Linked DNA regions of Gossypium hirsutum: region 2 is linked to region 1. Evidence: chromatin contacts called from public Hi-C data. All regions are on one chromosome and are shown on one strand. Each heading gives the region's core, a stretch centred on a gene start, on an enhancer-like site or on the middle of the called end of the contact. The rest is flanking DNA. Distances are from core to core; before and after follow the strand shown.

Region 1 (2,744 bases), core at 129-2,628:
TGGAGCCCTATTGGGATGTGGTAGAACCGTTGGGGGTGGGTACACAATTGGCGGTAGAAACTCTGGTGGGCTTGGATTAAACCCAAATGGTGATGGAACATTATATGGCGGGCTCACAACAACGGTTGGTGGGCTCAGCTCGTAATAGGGTGGGCTCAATACCGGCCCCGATGGGCTTGGTATGTAACCTGTTGGTGTTGGTATTGCTTGTGGAGGGCTTGGAAAAATACTAGGTGGGTTCGGGACTATTCCAGGTGGGCCTGGAAAATTACTAGGTGGGTTCGGGACTATTCCGGGTGGGCCTGGAAATATAATCGGCGGGTTCGGAACTATTCCGGGTGGGCTTGGTGGTGGGCCAAGAGGAGGAAAGTTGTAAAAGGGAGAGGGTGGGGAAGGTGAGGTTCCAATTGGAGGTTCAGGGGTATTTGGAGGGTTAACACAGTAAGGATGTGAATTTTCAGGGGGCAAAGAATCAAATGGTGGCAAAGAAAATGGTGAGCTTACTCCGTAAGGTTGAGTATTTGATGTATCAGTGGGTTGTTCAATCACTAAACTCATAAGTTTACTCATTAGCTCTAAGTTCTTTGTGTGCTTTATGATTGAATTTCTTTGATGTTTTGGATCTTTGATATGTTCCATTGATTTTCTTGCATCTGCCCAATAAACAACTGTTAGATTTACATTTAATCATCCCAAAACATTTTTGCCCTTCCCCAATAATATATATCACCCTGAATAAATGAAAAGATTGCAAATGTTAGGGTTTAAAACAACTAAGCTTATAATACCAAAACTAGAACATAAACATGGCATGACTACTTAATGACTCACACTTATACAACAAAATAGAAATATTCGTTTACTGAGGAAGACATAAATTACATGATGCGAGTTTGTATATTCATTAGAGGCGAAGCAAACTAAATATACTCCATGCAACATTTGGACTGTCAAAAACTAAAACAATGGAATCCTTTACCACACTTCTAGTTCTAGGGGCAGGGCCTTGTCATAAGGGTAAAATATTAATATTATAAATCTTTTTAAAAATAATAACATTGTAGGTTAATCCAACGATATAATTACATTTAATTCTAAAAAAATTATAATTTTATTTTGACCCCTCTTTGGATTTGCCCTACTGACATGGTAAAAATGAGGAACTTAAATAAAACAATAATGTAGCAGAAATCAGCTTACCGCAATGCATGGAAAGAGTGGCCGCCATTGTTGAAAAGAGAAGGAACATGCAAAGCCTGTTTTCCATGATTCAATTTCAGCAATGCCAAATCACTCAAAGACTATTCAAAGAGCAGAAGACTGATAATTGAGACATATATAAAGGCAACCAAAGGAGACAACTGTGTATGTTGGCCATCAAAGATTTGATTCTTGAGTATCTACTTTTATTGTAACTCGGATGTAAATGACATATTTGTTTCGATTTGAAAAAAATTAACATTTAAATTTAATTTGTTTAATATTTTAAAATTTGACTCCAATGACTAGCGAGCACATTATTGAAAAATTTTAATTTTGAATTTAAGCTTGAAGCATAAATAATCGAATTTAGACCTGAGCATGAGAATTAAATCTTATTTTTTACTAATCGAGTGAATTCGAGTAGTTTGGTTTTTATCTTGAATCAAGTTTGAGTTTTTAAAGTTAAAACTTGAGGGATCTCGAATTTAGAATTAAACTCGAGCTTGGCTCGAGTTGATTATGTAAATGAGTACTCACTTTTGCTTAGAAATGTAAATATGAAGAATAATGTAAAGGGATTAAAAGGTGTAAAGGAAGTTGTTCACTTTGATTTAACTTAAACATTTCATGTTGTTGATGCAAAATTGGCATATATGCTTGCTTTCATATTGGGAAAAATCAAAGTGAAGGTTTTTGGTTGCGCTTTTGTCTTGCTTGCTTTCTACTCAAAGTTCTCACTTTCTCACAATTTTTATGATTTGAATCATCCTGAGAATTGGATTATGATGAGTTTGAAATATGAAAAATGAATAAATGATAATTTAATTGTATATATATATTTATATTTGAATGTAAATCCGAAAAAAATATAAAAAAGAATAAGTGCTTTTAAAAATTAAGAGTCCAAATGATATAACTAGAGAGTGATATTAATCAAAGATGAAGCTGAGATTTTGCCATTGGGAGGATTAAGCTTTGTGCAAAGCCTTTTTTTTTTGGGTATGTTGAACATATCCTGTTGGACCCTCTCTATAAAAGTCTTAACTAATTGGAATATTAGAATGAAAAAGGCAGTTTTACAACTGTTTTTTTTCCTCTTAGAAAGTTTTACGACTGGTGAGATCGTAAAAATGTGCCCTTTTGCTGCATATTTTAGCATCGATGTAACGTGTCATACTGAAGCATCAACATGATTATTTGCCCTTCTATATGGGCCATCACTTTGGGGTAAGTAGGGACCAAGCTAGTAACTTTACGCAAAGGGGCTTAAGATAAAATTTTTAAATTTTGGTTTAATTAATGTATCATTTATATATATTTTTCAGTTTATAAAGATTAAAAGTTCGTGATTGTTCCTCTCAATGATGTCATATTCAAAGTTCAAACTTGAATTTTTTGCTTGAGAGTAATGTATTTTATTATTTCACTCAATATTTTTTGATAAAATTACTTAAAAAAAACTTTAAATTAAAAAATTAATTATAAAAAAGGGTAAAAAATAAAAATTTTCTGATAGGCTAAAGGATTAAATATTAATTTAT
Region 2 (2,886 bases), core at 309-2,808, 330 kb after region 1:
TAAGGGTTCATTCTAATTATTTCTTATGCTCACTTTCCTTGTGAAGATAATATTAACTTTACTTACTTGTAATTCGGGATTTATGAACATTGCATAATTCTCAACACTAACATTTGTTTACTTTAAGATACATGCAATTAATACACAATTCTCATTGCTATTATTAGTATACATATAGTTAAAATATCATAATAAAAGTAAATGATAGTTTTTATTTCCAAAAGATCTTACCAATCAAAATAAGCAAAAAGAGGTGAATTTCTTCTTCCTCCTTCAATCTACAAGCTTTCCTTTGCACATTTTCTTGTAACTTCTCATTCTACCTCATCTACTTTAATAACAAATAAAAATTACTCATATTACTAATGTCATTAAATGATCATATTAATGGCTCAACAACTCATTCAAAGCAAGTAAACATGAAATAAAATGCTAAGATACTAAAATAGGAAGAGTTCTTACCAAAGCCCTAAACTTTTTTACTATAAGCTCATAAACTCTAAGTGATAGCATGATGTAGATGATGATAAGTTTTAGCTCAAATGTAACTTTTGTAAAGGCTTTTTGTAAGAAATAGAGGAAAAATAGTGAAAATTTGAAGAGGAAATAAGTAGAGATGAAAAGAAGAGAAGAGAATAATGAAAGCTTCTCTTCCTGTGTTGTAATGATTGGCTACTAGAATGGCTAGTATGGAGATTTTCCCCTTTTATTTGTTTTATGATATTTAAAATAAAAAAGTTTGGCAAAAATGTCGAAAGAAGAAAAAAATTTAATGTAAAAAGAGCTTATAATTATCTAAAAGTAAATTTATCATCACACTCTCTCATAGGTACTAATATTTAATCATATTTAAGTTCCAAATGATTATAATATCTTTGGTGATAAAATTATCATTTAACCTCTCAACACCTATTTGTATTTGATTAAACTCGAAACTTTAAAAATGACTTAATATGTTTTTCTAAGGTTTCACAACTTTTCAAAAATTGTTGAATCCACCAAAATTGAATTTTCTTATCGAATTCCTGAAAAAGTCTCGTAAGAAAATTGAAACATTTTGGGGTGTTACAGTAGAATTTACCTTTTTTCTAAAAAAATTGTTATATGAATTTTTCACCCATAATTTATTTTGATGGACTAAATTGTTCCTTTATCATATAGCTTATTTATCTACAATATATATATTTAAAAGTATGAGTTTGAAATTTTTTTTGAACAGATGAGATTACTTTTTATTTTTTATCATATTATTAAATTTACATTTTAAAATAAAAAAGATGAAGTAAAATAAAAAAATATGATAATTATACATTAAAAAGATAATTATTATACATTTAAAAATATTATAATTTAATTCACAATTTCATTAATTTTGTAATTAAAAATATAATATTTAAAAGTTAGTGACATTAGAAGCTAGTTAACAAAAATAATTGAAGTTTACTTACTTTAAAATTATACATGGATTAAATTGATAAGAAAGTAAATTACTACAGGTTATCTTTTACGACAAAATTTCAAAAGTAAAATCTCCAATTTACCCTTCTTTTATTGACGAAAGCCGGCCCCCATTAATTATAGAAAGTTAGGGTTTTTTATTTTTGGGAGAAATAGTAATGGCGGCGGCAGCGGCGACGATGGTCAGCTCCGCTGGAGGGTTACTGGCGATGCTCAATGAGAGCCATCCTCAGCTGAAGTTGCATGCTCTCTCTAATCTTGTCAGCTTCGTGGACCAATTTTGGCCAGAGATCTCCACCAGCGTTCCTATAATGTAATACTTATTACTTTCTGTATTTTTTTCTTATTCTTTTTGTTAGGGTTTGCGGTTTGGTTATTTTGATCTGATTGGTTGTGGGTAGTTTTAAGGAAAACGGAGTGAAGAAAACTTTTGTTGATGTTTACTGTGAATTAGTTTGAATTTTGCAAGTGCGCTAGTTTGAAATTTTTGCTACGTATGGAGATTAGGCTTGTTTTAATTTATGGTTTTGGAATTAGGTTTTACCTTGCAAAAGGGGTTCAACTTAATTATTGCAGTTTTGCTTATGTGATAATTGATTGCTTTAGTCAGGCTAGCTTGTTTGTACAAAAATTTTCAAGTTTCAGATTAGGAAGAACTAAAAGCAATTGTTGTGCTGTGTGGGTACTGATTTGTTTACTTAAGAAGTTATAACTTTTGAGTGAATAAAAAAATGGAAACGGTGATTTTCAAAATTTTACACTAGATCAATTCATTTTGGCTAGGGGCCTAAGGGTAGACATGGTAAATTGTGTCTGATTTGTGTTCTTGTATGTCGTGTCATGGTTGTGTTTTAAGGTATTTTATATTTATATAAAATTTGATAATTAATATATCATGTTGTATATTTATATTTTGAGGCATTCATTTGTTCATGTTGTGGCTTTTGTTATATTTTAGTTTTTTTTTCTATGTCGTAGCTAATATTGACAGATATACTGGAGGGGGATGTCTCTAGGTTTATCTTCATTCATCCACCTTCAGCTTATTTTAAATTTATGTATCACGTTTTTCAATTCTTAGATAGTTTATTTAAGTTTTATGTGGTGGAGTGATTCAAATTAAAGTAATGCACTGCATGCACGAGTTCCGTGCTTAAATGCTGATATTAAACTTGTGGTTTCCAGAGAAAGCTTGTATGAAGATGAAGAATTCGACCAGCATCAGAGACAACTTGCTGCGCTGCTTGTCTCAAAGGTCCTCTTCTCTTGTTCCTCTCAGTCTGTTTTTATAAGCATGCTTATGTTTTATGAGTGAATGCATATAACTAGCATATTTCCGGGAAATTGAGCTACTGATTTCTTTATGGAAATGGGAAAATAAAATCAGAACTACAAAATCTGATTCTTTGCATGTTTGGGACAAGTTTC

Evidence for each region. A called contact is a pair of places that touch in the nucleus more often than the background predicts.
Region 2: a Hi-C map of leaf shows a contact between it and region 1, with 2.7 times the contacts expected there. The contact joins the promoter of LOC107908474 here to the promoter of LOC107908478 in region 1. A contact is called at or near these places in 5 of 34 Hi-C or Micro-C datasets (callus, leaf and petal).

What each region holds. Positions count from the first base shown.
Region 1 is chrD02:43,031,174-43,033,917 of Gossypium_hirsutum_v2.1, forward strand. LOC107908478 (extensin) reads right to left here and starts at 1,379. Exons shown (of 3, transcript XM_016835658.2): 1 at 1,201-1,379; 2 at 1-653. The coding sequence starts at 1,267.
Region 2 is chrD02:43,365,281-43,368,166 of Gossypium_hirsutum_v2.1, forward strand. LOC107908474 (26S proteasome non-ATPase regulatory subunit 1 homolog A) reads left to right here and starts at 1,559. Exons shown (of 13, transcript XM_016835651.2): 1 at 1,559-1,771; 2 at 2,644-2,713. The coding sequence starts at 1,617.